Regions from separate parts of the Sus scrofa genome. Here region 2 is linked to region 1. A link is a contact called in public Hi-C data. All regions are on one chromosome and are shown on one strand. Each heading gives the region's core, a stretch centred on a gene start, on an enhancer-like site or on the middle of the called end of the contact. The rest is flanking DNA. Distances are from core to core; before and after follow the strand shown.

Region 1 (6,239 bases), core at 2,279-4,778:
ATAAAATGAGACAAATACTGGGAATGTAAAGATTAAATGCCTATATCCACTTCATCCCACTTCAGACCACAAAACCATTTTTATCATGCCTGGACTACCATAATGGCAACCTAAATGATGCCCGCATCCCAGAATCATCTTTTAAAAACATAAACTGAGAAGTAACATGGCCAAGCAAAGCAAACCCCTCACCACAGCTGTCACGGCTCTACTCTTTTAAGCCTTGCTCATGATTCTCATCACAATGTCCCTACCCATTCTTTCCCACCGCAGGGCCTCTTGGATTTGCTGTTCCTTCTTTCTGGAACACACCTTCTTCCCTTGGTAGAGCTGGCATCTTTTTATCCTCTAAAGAATAGTTTTTTAAAGGCACCTCAGAAAGATCTATCTGAAATAGGTCTTCCCATCATTTCCTATATTGCACTATACTGTAGTCTCACACTGCTTATTTCTATCAAATCACGTACAATAATTTGTATTTTTTTCTCTATTAACTGTCTGTCTTTAAGCAACATGAGGACTTTGAAGACCCGTGTGCCCCTTAGACCGAGCACAAAGTCCGGCACGGAGCAGGTTATTAACACTGTCTTCCTGTCGCCCTCTTGTAGCCTTCTTCTCTATCTTCACAGCAAAGAATCAACACCAAACTGACCCGCCTCATTTCAAGCTGGAAACAGTATTTTCAGGATTCCTCATGTTTACTTAGTTGAAATAAATGCCTGTTTTCTGAGAAGTGAAGATTTCCCTACTAAAAATCTTTCATTATATAAAGGCAGCATGGTGCAAAAAAACCAAACACAGGTACATCTAAAAAACTAATTATGTCCTTTAATAGCCGTGGCCTTGTAGGACAAAAAAAATTCACATGGCTCAAGTCCTTCACATCCCTTACCCTGGCTCAAGAGAAGCCTCAAACTCTTCGTAGGAAAATGGGAGAAACAGTTGCCGCTGACAAGCCAGTCTCAAAGGAATAATGTATATGGAAGTGTTTTGTTAAAACTGGAAAACAGTCTCTACAAGGCCAATAATAAGCCTGTGTTGATTTAGCTCCACTAGTAAAGGCTTTCGTGCCCCTCGAGAGTAGAGAGCACCGCACATTTTGTTTTAAATGTAGCACATTCCTCACAATATACAGACTGGTCTTTTCTATCCTCCTTCCCTTTTTCCTTCTTTGCTTCTTCCCTAGACAGGTAAGATCACAGAGTCAAGCAAATAAAGGTCCTAAAAACTAGGCTCTCCTAAATATATGAGGACAAAAATTTTGAAACATTACTGTGATTTCATAGTGAAATCACATTTCAGAGAATGTAAAATCAATAACTTGGATCAAGTTCACTATGCCAAGTTGCCCACGACTCTCAGCCTAGGCCTGGAAAGTCAAAGCACCACCTGATAGTGATTATATGGGACAGTGATGCCACTCCACCACAAATCACGGCTCCTCTACCTAGCCCCTCGCACAGCTTGGTGTTATTATTCATTGGCTTCTGTGTCTAGCCTTCTGAGCCATTTTTCTTGGCCTCAATGGACCAAAGGGGGAAAAAATTAAGGAGTCTCAAGTAATAAGCTGAATTGATAAATCAATACAAGAGCCCTGCTATTTCCCTAACCAGGGCAGTACATTACTACTTTGCCTAGACTCTGCTGGCTCCACACCCTCACAGGTTCAGAGACTGAAGTTCTTTTGGCATCTGTGCAACATTTGGTTGGCTTCCAATTTCCCCTGCCTTTGTGAGAAAGCTGCTAAACTTCCAAAAAGTGTTCCTTGAGTCCAACATTCCCAGACTCCCATCTTATGGCTGGAAGACTCCTTGCTAATTTTAGATTCCAGGATGCCTTCTGTGAGCAATTAGCCATCCAGAGTCTCCGCCCCCATCCTGCTTAGACACCAACATTACTAATGGGAGAAAACAAACAAATACAGCTATTAACAGTCAGAGGCTAGACTTGAAAAGTAGTCAAACCAAGCGGAAAGGGTCACTTTGCCACTTTAATAAATAGACTGACCGGAGATCCTTCCAAAGGAAGTAAGTACTATCTTTCCCCTAAAGAGTTGTGAGTAGAGACTGCAGAAACAACAGATAGAAAAGATTCAGGCAAAAGACAGACTAAGAAACAGAGGCAGAAGGAGAGAGCCAGAGAAGGATACGCCACAGATAGGGGGCCTGGGCTGGGGATGACAGGGAGAGAGCAATAGGCAGAGACATCTCAGGAAAGAGCAACTCTGAAGATGAATTTCTCCCTCTATGATTTTCAAGGCTATGAGGTTCTCCTAAGCATAAGAATCCATTTCACGGCAAATAAAATGACACTGAAACACTAAGGGGCTCAATGCTGATTCTCAAGCACCCACTGTTTCTGTTCAGATATTCTCTCAAGAACCTTAAGATCACCAACCCAACGCCCTTCCCTTCCCTGATTCCTCACTGTTCTGACCGACACACTTCTCAGCCTTTCTCCCAAGGACCTAGTCACTGGATTCGAAGACACAGAGCCTGAGTTTTGGAATGGATGAAGTGTGGCCCCTTACCTTCAGCAACACCACGTCCACAGTCCTGTGCACCTTGGAGATGTCACATAGGCTGTAGCGCCTCTTGTGCCGTTCATACATTTTGTCCAAATGCAGAAGAGAGGAAACAAGATGCGAGAGATGTACCCACTGTCAACTTGGGGGGCCAGTGTGCTCGCCCAAGTCCAGAGTTCCAAATTTCTCACAGTGAGCTGGAGGGGACTTGTGCCTTCCAGACTCCTCTATGCATAAAACCCTCAAGGGGCTAAAAAAAAAAAAGAATTAAAAAGAAACCAAGCAGAATCCCAATTCCTTGAACCAAGAACTTCCTGGCAACTTCAGAGCACTGGGATGATGAATTTACAACATAAACAGTAAATGCCTCCTGATGCTATACTTTATGCAGATCTTGACGGAAGGAAAAGCACACGCCGTTTTCATCACTGGCGATAACTCCAGTAGAAAAATTAAGAATTAACAGGCTGCGCATAATGGCCGACACACGTGCGGGAATAGCCCAAAGCAGGCAATAAAAATCCAGTATGTACTTTGTCAGGAAAAGAGAAAGAGAAAAAGGGAAGGCAACTCTATTTCGAAGGGATGCTAGGAAAAAAATCTGTTCATTAAATCCTCTTGTTTAAAAAAGAAAAACGAAGACAAGGAAAATCAATTTTTCCTTTACGGGAAAAAAAAAAAAAAAAAGCTGAAGCTTTGAGATTCTGTTCAAAGTAAAGAGTCTTTAGTCAGCCTCTTGCTCACCAGGCAGTAGGGCTTGATTCCGATTTCAGTTGAAAATATCTAATGACAGCAGAGGGAAAAGAGGAGAGGAAGGAAAAAAAAAAAAAAAAAAAGACCACTCCTCCTTTTTGCTCCCTCCCTTCTTGGGCGCTGGCCCTTCCCTACCCCAGCCCCCTCTCCCCTTTTCCCTCACTCTCAAGAACGTCACTACTTGCCCTTTCAGCTCTGCACCAGCAGCCCCGGAGGCTTGAAAACCTAATTGCAGTGGTGGGAACATGATTCATCCACAGACGAAGAAGAGAAAAACAAGGCTTCCTTTTCCAACCCGCTTCCTCCCCCCTCCTCCTCACGCTGTTCCCTAGGAAAAAGGCTCTGTCAGGCATTTCCAGATGCACCCTGAGTGCTCTGATGCCTGGGCAGTATGGTAATAAAGCGAGGGGGGTGTCATCCTAAACACCACAGGCAAGTACAACATATTTATCTGTCCCATGAAGTTGGGGAAACTGAAACTACCCAAGGCACACACTGTATCTTTCTGCCAAATGCAAACCAGTGATTTAATATGAGAAAAATGCTAGCCAGATATTTCAGGGCTATGTCTCTAGGATCCAGAAGAGGTTACAAAAGCCTTGTGTGACAAGGCTTTAAAATCATCAAAAGGTCAGGGTTTTTCTTTTTTTTGTTGTTGTTGTTTTTTGTGGGGAGGAGAGAAGTGATGTGGGAGGGCTTTAAAGAAAATTTAGGAGGAAAGGAGTGGGATGAATGGGTAAGTGTGTCAGCACTTTTTGTGACTAAGAACTGTCACCTGGCTGGGACTTCTTCCCCCTTCAAAGCCTCCATTCATGTTAACTGTGGCTCTGTTACTTCGCTGGCCTGTTTTACCATCTGGGAGCCCTCCAGCCCCACCCTAGCCAAGATTCTCAGGGGCAGACTTGTTCTAGAATTCATCCTCTCACTTGAGTCATGAGTGATCTGGGAGGGAAAGGAGAAGGAACGGAGTGAAACAGAAAGGGAAGAAGAGTGGGGAGAGGAAAAAATGAAAAGATGTTCTCCTAAGAGCATTAGGCTGCAGACATTTTCCTCAAGAGGCTAGAGGAGTCCTTAGCTAGACCAAGAGAGTGTGAATGAGGGGCTCAAAGACCATAACTGGAAGGAAAAAGAGACTCAATATCTAAATTTCTATCACTATCAAAGAGCTGGTGATAACGCTCTCCAGGAGCTATAAAAGAGGTATAGAAGGTCTGGTGAGTCACCGTTTCCTTGGGTCAGGCATTCTAGTCGCTAACCAGCTCAAAGCAGAGCAATGCAGCAAACCCTGCTAGAATGCAAGCATTTGTCTCATGTATTTACACACCACAGCTATGGCTCTAACCAACTCAGAGCCTCGGTGGGGGAGGGCCCTCTCCCCCTAATCCTCACAGCCTCATCCAAGGCAGGAGGTGTACAGCCCCTCCCCTTCCCCACACGCCCCCAGTGAGCCTTGGTTCTGTGATGATACTAATGTGCACGGTGAAACATGTTGCTTTTCATTAGAGTAATATGGAAAATGGTAGAAACCAGATGATTAGAGACATTACAAAGTTGTAAGTAAAATTCTAGCTCAGGCTTATCAAAAGGGTGGGACTTGGCCAGGGATTTTTATTTACAAATACTTTGAAACTATGTGGTCTAGGGCACAAAGTTCCTTTAGGCTTTAGTGTGGGGAAAAACAGAGAGCTCATTATCTTTTCTGTATGAACTTTCACCAAGCTATAAGTTAGAACTCCACCTCCTCCCCATATAAACACAAAGCTGCCTCCCCTCTGTCCTCAATATGGTTTATTCCTCACTGCCACTCCCTTTGGTTTTTAATTAGAATCAAATGTTTCCTGCTTCCAAGGTTCCCAGGCATCTCCCTAGGGGATCACGGATGCTTTAATCACCATAGAGTCTTTCTATTCCCAACTTCATCTAACTGTTGACTTAAATGTAGATAATCTATACTGATTTAACAGATATACTGTGCCTTGCAGAAAAGGCAAACAAAAGAAAACAAAGATCAAGATCTCTGTCCAGATGAAGTTTATATAATTAGAGAGAAACCTGTTTCAAAATATAATTGTCTGAAATGGCCCAGATGCCTGTTTTGAGACAAATTAACTTTTAAAAATTTCTGATATATGCTGGCTTTGTGCTACAGGCTGGATATCTAGATTTCCTACTCTTTCTGTACACATGAACACATTAAAAGGACTTTCTTGTGTATTCTGTTCCTTCTTGGAGAACAAATGCTCTGGGTGGGGAAACACAGTCTGTTTTGCTTTCCTCTCTGGATCTGTTCAGCACTCTCCACAGCAGAGAGTCTGCAGCCTGTGCTTTTGCTGCTGATGTGACAATTCCAAATTTTTATCAAAAACATCTGGAACCACTGAAGTTATTGTTAGGATTTTGAAACACAAAAACCAATCATTTTATATCCAAACCAGAGTCTCAACCTATGGATTTTCCTTTTTAGAATATTTCTCCTTCTCTGAGCTTGGAGTAAAACATGTTTATTATTTACAACCTCTTACAACAGATTAATTATAATCTCTCTTTTCTCTGTGTCCTTCATCCCACTCTCTAACCACAACAAGGAATCCTAAATTCTTGAAGCAACCTGTGCTTAAAGTCTGTTCATACCACAGGTCTAACATATATTCCTTAAAGATTCAAGAAACTGAAGTGTAAAAATATTTTACACATTTTCATTTTAACTCTAGCATTTCTGTTCACAAATTAAACTTTCTTTTGATATTTAATTCTAAGATCTAACACCTTACCCAAAGTATTTAAGCATTATTATGGGTCAACTCTATCTGACTCCTTTTCTTTCAGTTTGCACAGAACCCTATCTAAAGTACCATAGCAAAATTTCTGAATTGGGACACCACCTAGTGGGTATACTAAAGACTTAAACAGAACACAAAAATCAGTAAACATGGCAGGGGGGTGGGGGGATAGTGGAGGGAGA
Region 2 (6,239 bases), core at 1,401-3,900, 97 kb before region 1:
CGCCATGACGGCAACTCCCAGATCCATTCTTATGGCTGCTTTTCACCAGGACCTGTATCAGTTCAGATTTGGGTGCTCCCCTTCCTGCTGGGATGGCTCTGGGACCGAGACACAACCGGGGCTCTGTGTGGCTGACCTGCCCCACAGGCAGGGCCTCAGACCACTCCACCGGCTTTACCTTTTAACTCCCGGGCTTTGGTGTCCAACATTTTCTTTTCTTCCTCATTCTCACTAGGAATTCCTTCATCTTCATCTCTGTTCCTAATACAACCACAACAAAACAGAAGACTCTTAAGATGTCAATGGTCCTGACGGCTGCCCAGTCCATTATGAAATCACAGGGGCATCAGGAAGCAAGGATGGGCTTGGGGTCTGACTCACAGGGTGTTGATTGTGTCCTGGATGATCTGAATCCAGCTGTTCCGCTCCTCTTTGGAGCTGGCATGGACTTCCACCATCTCTGGATCTTTCATCCCCATACTGATCAGAAATAAACCTTTCTCCTCATGTGCCACTTCTCTTACAATCAGTTTCTTCAAAGAGATCACTGTTGATTTCTGGTCCTGGAAAAAGGGGAGAGGGCGGACATAAGACATGAATACAATAGTCTAACTCTTATGACAGCTTCCAACTAAGGTAAGACTAGCTGCCCTTTAAAAGCATATGGCTTAACAAACAATGGCAGATTTGGGAGAAAAAGAAATAACTCATTACTTCACTTACTTTATCAAACAGAAAAAAGATTTCCAAAAAGGAAACGAAAATTTAAGGCTATAAAGGTTCGAATCATGTTTTCTACATGATGAGCCCTTTCAGGTTCATCACAGAATCTGGTTGGAAATGTTTTAAATTGGCACAATTTGAAAAACAATTTATGAGCAATACTCTAGTGACAGATTTCTTTTTAGATCAAATACCAAAGGCCCTCAAAAGGATTATGAGGAAAAAGAAAAATAATTGGGAGACTCGGGGGTGGGGGGAGGTGGACAGAAAACTGCAAGAGCATGTAAGAAATAACTTGGAGGACTCTGTCCTGGGCCAGTTAAGTCTGAGGGGTGGGAGAGCAGTAATACTGCATTACACTCACGACTCACCCTCCCCGTATTAACTGCAAACTGAGCACTGTTAACTACAAACAGTAGAAGAACAATTCCACTTACCAGTGACGCAAAGATGTATTTCTGGTCTTTTTCTTGAAGGAAAACTAAAATGTCAGTAAGCAGGACCGCTTGAACCTCTGCAGAGTGGAGAGGAGAGACCAGTGAGCAGAACCAGCAAGAGCCTTCAGGCTTTATTAGAGACTAACTCAGCAGCACACCCACGGGCACATGGGGTGGAGATCACTCCTCCCGGATCTGGTCTTGAGACTTTCAGAAGCATTTTAAGATGGGATTTATCACCAAAGCTTTGTTGTAGGAAGGCTTAAAAGCACTCTGTGCTGGAACGATATATCCCATGAGCAAGGTTTTTAGAACAAAATACTTTTAAAAGTTGGGAAGCAGGACTCCAACAGATGTTAATGGCAACATATGCTACAAAATGCTCAGGTCACTAACTCTTCACTTCTGATCATAGTACTGGGAAAGGCGTGGGACAGCAGACAGGGAGGCTGCCAGAAGGTGAGGTAGAAGAATATCTCGGTTCAATGAAAGGCAGACTTCCTCCATACCCCTGGGAGGACGGGATGGCTGGACAATGGCCACTGGCAGCAAAAGTCCTTGTGAGAACCTCTCTGAGCCCCAGTTCCAACACACCACAGACAACCTCAACCTCTCTGCATCTCAGTTAAAACAGAACAAAAGCCAGATGAACATCTCTAGTTGGGCCCAGGAATCAAAAGAATGTCACAAACTCTTGCTCTAATTCTTTAGGAGTATGAAGTGACACTTTCCACTACCTCCTTGAGGGCAAACTGTGCTGTTCCTGGGGGTGGGCCATCTACTGAGATCTAACAGGCCGGCCCCTCTGTACCACCCTCATTCTGGAGAGGGGAGCCTATTTTGACTCCCTGGAGAGAAAGAACGGGCTGACTTATATGCAGTTCCCTTCTGGGTGGTCAGGCCCCTCCTGGCCTTTTCTACCACTTTTGCCAAAACTGGGGTCCCCTCTCTGTGTAATTCGTTGCGAAGCTATGAAGAAAACAGAAGCAAGAATGTCTGATTCCTAGGGAGGTCTAGTTTTTCAGCCTGGACTAGAGTAATTTTCCATGTACTACCATTAGTTTTGACAATTTTTTTAAAGTTTACTTTTAAATAGTTCAGGTGTCTGCCAAAAAAAAAAAAAAAGGTTCTAAAACACAAGTTTCAACTTTATTAGATCTTGAAGTTTATATGATCAGTGTCAGTAGATCAGAGAAAAACAATCCCATCCCTTTCAAAGGTTACCCAACATAGTACTGGCTGTTCTTGGCACAAGTTCACTTGGGGTGAAAATGACTAAACACCAATTCCTATCTCCACTGGAGACATTTCAGGCCAGAAAACGTATCGTTCTACCATTGCTTTGACCACAACTTTATTCCAACAGCTGGGATCTATTACTTTTTATTTTGGGAATGAATCAATAAAATGCTGTATAAAGGAAAGAACACAGTGCTGGCTCCAGGCAGCAGCAGCTCTAGGAAACCCATCCTTACAGGAGAGAAGAGAGAGGAGGTGCTTCTCAACTGCCAGGCTGCCTCAAAGCTGGTCCTGAAGTGGCAGTGAAGGCAGGGTCCTCAGCTGTGGGTCTCAGGACAGCTGAGTACCAGGGCTGGGAGGAAGGGGCCTCAGGGATCATTCGGTTCCAGTGCACCACGCAGCAGTGACATACATGGCTGGTTGGTGGCAGGAAGGGGTATTTCTTCTCTCTGAAATGGCCCTGCCTGGATAAGCCCTTCCTAGCACCCCTGTAACAGTGACTGCCCTCTTCACTCTCGCTGTAGCTACACCGCCCCCGGCAGCTCAATTATATGCACTCTAATCCACCCTTTTCCTGCTTAAAAGCCTCGATTCTGAATCCACTCTTCGCCCACTCCTATCACCAGGATCACTGTCAGCCCAGCAGTCAGTCCAGAGTACACACCCGCTCCAACCCGGCCCCCAGCTGATGCTGCAGCCTTATTTCCTGTCCCTCCCGGTCTCACTCTGCTGCTTGTCCCAGACCCTGACCACCCGCCCTTCTCCACATGCCAGACCCTTCATCTCTGCACTTCCACTTACTCCTCCCACCTGTCTGGCTCCCTCTTCATCCTTTGAGACTGAACTCATGTTCACCTCCCACCCTCACTGGGGCTGAGCGAGGCTCTCACAAGGACCTCTCAACCCTCTCCCAGTCCCCAGTCCACACCTCTCTTCCAGTCCCATCATACTGCGGAGCAAGAACCTCTTTACACGTCTTCATTCTGATCCCAATCTCAGAATGCAGGGTGTCCTGCTTCATTCACCTCTGAGACCAGCTGATCGCCTGGGACTTCTTTATAGTTGGCCTAAGCATGGTGAAACGCTAGCTAAGGACTCTTGGGAGTTCTGACAGTAGTGACCTACAGCATCACTTAGACTTCGGAGATGAGAAAAGCACCCGTTTCACTCACCTGAGCTGTATGCCAGTGGGCTGACAGCACCGGGCTGCTTTGTGTACTCAGCTCACTAAGGCCAGGGAGAGGGCTGGGTATACCCAAGGCTACTGGTGAGGTTAGAGTTACCAGACAGCACCAGAAAATATAGGTTTGATAAAAACAATTATTAAAGCAAACCCAGATGTACAGATGAGTTAATAAACCTAATTTCCTTAACGTGAAGGAGCTGATCACTTAAAAAGTAAAAACCAAAATCAAATGGACAAAAGAGTATCTTTTGTGCTCTCTTTTGCTTAGAGAAAGATTAAGGATATGAGTAACAAGGTTTAATAATAAATCTAGTTGCTGTTGAGTTAAACTTACGTTTCTCTAAGGTCTCAGGAACTGAAAATTCCTCTGACATCTCTTTGGAATGAGTGATGTATTTTTAATCTCAGAGTCTATGAACTGTGCAACTGACGGTGTTTCCCTCCTGGCAACTGTTTTGCCACACCCAAGCCCAACGGCGTCACCCACCTCTCCTAGGCCTGCATCGCTTCCTCATTATCTTACTGTATTTTGTACAGTGTTGTGAGCCTTCTCAAACCTGTCCTTTTTGATACAAGATTAGGAACAATTAAATGACTTGCTTCTGTGTGATGTGTGGACATGGGTCCCTAGGAACAATCTGGTGGTGAATTACTAAACAAACACACTTGGATTCGGCCTGCTCCCCTCTGGCACGTGCTTTTAGCCCCAGACAAAAGTGAGCCTCACCTTTCAACCTTCCTGCCGCACTCTTCAGAAACACGCCCCCATCCCGCACAAGCTTCTTCCGCTTCAGATCCTCCTTGGCAAACATCTGACCACTCTTCATCCTCATGATCGACTTGCTATCTGTCTTCGTATAAATCTCATTGAGACGGACTTTCTTTTCATAACTTGCCACTTTGCTGTTCACAGCTCCAATCACATCCTTCACCAGGCCCAGGGACTGAGCCAGATCTTCCTGCTCTGCTTCACTGTCTGAGAAGGAAAGAATAATTCTGTTTTGAATGGGTCCTTCCAGACAAGGGTAGGAGGAGGGGAAAGCCTGCATTCTTGCTCCACAAGAAGCAAGTCTTCCCTTTGTGGGCCCCCTGGCAGAGCAAGGCCAACACAGCAAAGGTCACGTGCCTACCCCCTGCTCCATTATACTTTAATTCTAAACAGACAATTCAATGATATATAGATAACATGCAACTGTATGCTATATTCTCAAGTGGAAGGAACCCAACACTTTTAGGGAGGGAGAGAAGGAGCAAGCAGTTTTTCATTTATGCTGTTATTTAGCTAATCCTTGATGTAACTGCCTAGGAGCAGGATCAGACACGAAAGAAACCGCAGTGATTCCATCACCTGCAGGTGGGAAGCATCTCCTAGTCTAGTGCTAAGTGATGAGCTGTTCAGGTCACTGAGTTCTTGATGGAATCACTAAGTGGTTCCTTCCCTTCTTGCTATCATTTACCACAAGTCTGGTGACATAACATTTCGCATTTTCATTCAAGAAAATGGTTTTTAAGGTACAACAATCTCTTTTAGACCTCTTAGACATGAAAGAGTTTGTCTATGGGGTCCTTAGAGCTGTTGGACACACAGGAAAACAGTCCATTGGCAAGTAAGACTGAGTCAAAAGAGCCACCCATGGAGTTCCTGTTGTGGCTCAGTGGAAACAAAGCCAACTGGTATCCATGAGGATGGGGTTTGATTTCTGGCCTCGCTCAGTGTAGGTTAAAGATCCAGCATTGCTGTGAGCTATAGTGTAGGTCGCAGATGTGGCTTAGATCTAGAGTTGCTGTGGGTATGGCGTAGGCCAGCAGCTTCAGCTTCAACTGAACCCCTAGCCTGGTAACTGCCATACGCTGCAGGTGCAGCCCTTAAAACAACAACAACAACACAACACAACAACCCTCACCTTTGGTACACTGCAATATTCTTTGGAACAAAACCGGGTATTTGGTGATCCGCTGGGTCACAAGCAATATGCACTCTGGGATGCCGAGCCGCCGTACGACGGAACTGCTCATCTTCTTCTGCAAGGGAGTAAACCAACTGTCAGGAAGGAAGCATGTGGGGAAGGAGGCTCTAAAGCTCACAGAGACACAATGCCCTGGACAACGACAGGGATTCTCATGATTCAAATCAATACCTTAACGAAGGCCTGAAAACGCTTATCCTTGGTATAAAGATCTTTGAAGTAGTTTACAGACTGGTTGTGCTGCCCACAAAACTTGCCGTATGTCTTCTTTAAGCGTTCTGCATTCTCTCCTGAAAACTGCAGAGGAGAGAGAACAGAGGTTATGCCGCAACTCAGCATTATAATTCCTACTACCATCCTGTACAAGGTTTCCAGTCTATTTGTAAATCTCTAGAGAGCTTCCTCATAATTCCCCCAAAAGATTAAAATGGTGCAGACACTCTGAAACAGTCTGGCAGTTCTTCAAAAAGCTCAATTTGGAGTTACTATACGACCCAGCAATTCCACTCCTAGACATAAACATGTATATCCACACAAAACCATGTATACAAATTACATTTCAATAAGGCCATCAATATATTTAAAAACTAATAAACACAGAAATATCTAAATACTGTGTACATAAGAAATGAAAGGATGTTCTAACTTCCATTTGTTATAAATATAGTAAGAAAACAAGAGACTCAC

Evidence for each region. Hi-C and Micro-C count contacts between places; a contact is called where the count stands out from the background.
Region 2: a contact with region 1 is called in a Hi-C map of embryonic fibroblasts, with 1.5 times the contacts expected there. The contact joins two enhancer-like sites. A contact is called at or near these places in 15 of 47 Hi-C or Micro-C datasets (alveolar macrophages, blood, brain and 8 more) and 2 of 2 datasets of contacts at active chromatin or transcription factors (alveolar macrophages and skeletal muscle).

What each region holds. Positions count from the first base shown.
Region 1 is chr7:88,102,815-88,109,053 of Sscrofa11.1, reverse strand. The region is part of intron 8 of AKAP13 (A-kinase anchor protein 13); the gene reads right to left. Among named protein-coding and RNA genes, the nearest start is that of KLHL25, 190 kb to the left of the region's middle. Within about 2 kb of position 3,528, at least 49 of the 83 cell types and tissues checked have an H3K27ac peak or open chromatin away from gene starts, as enhancers often do. A contact at or near this core is called in alveolar macrophages, embryonic fibroblasts, liver and 3 more, where this site is marked.
Region 2 is chr7:88,198,587-88,204,825 of Sscrofa11.1, reverse strand. AKAP13 (A-kinase anchor protein 13) reads right to left here. Exons shown (of 38, transcript XM_021099912.1): 25 at 5,724-5,849; 26 at 5,490-5,607; 27 at 4,313-4,561; 28 at 1,161-1,237; 29 at 382-563; 30 at 179-261. Among named protein-coding and RNA genes, the nearest start is that of KLHL25, 90 kb to the left of the region's middle. Within about 2 kb of position 2,650, at least 20 of the 83 cell types and tissues checked have an H3K27ac peak or open chromatin away from gene starts, as enhancers often do. A contact at or near this core is called in alveolar macrophages, embryonic fibroblasts, liver and 3 more, where this site is marked.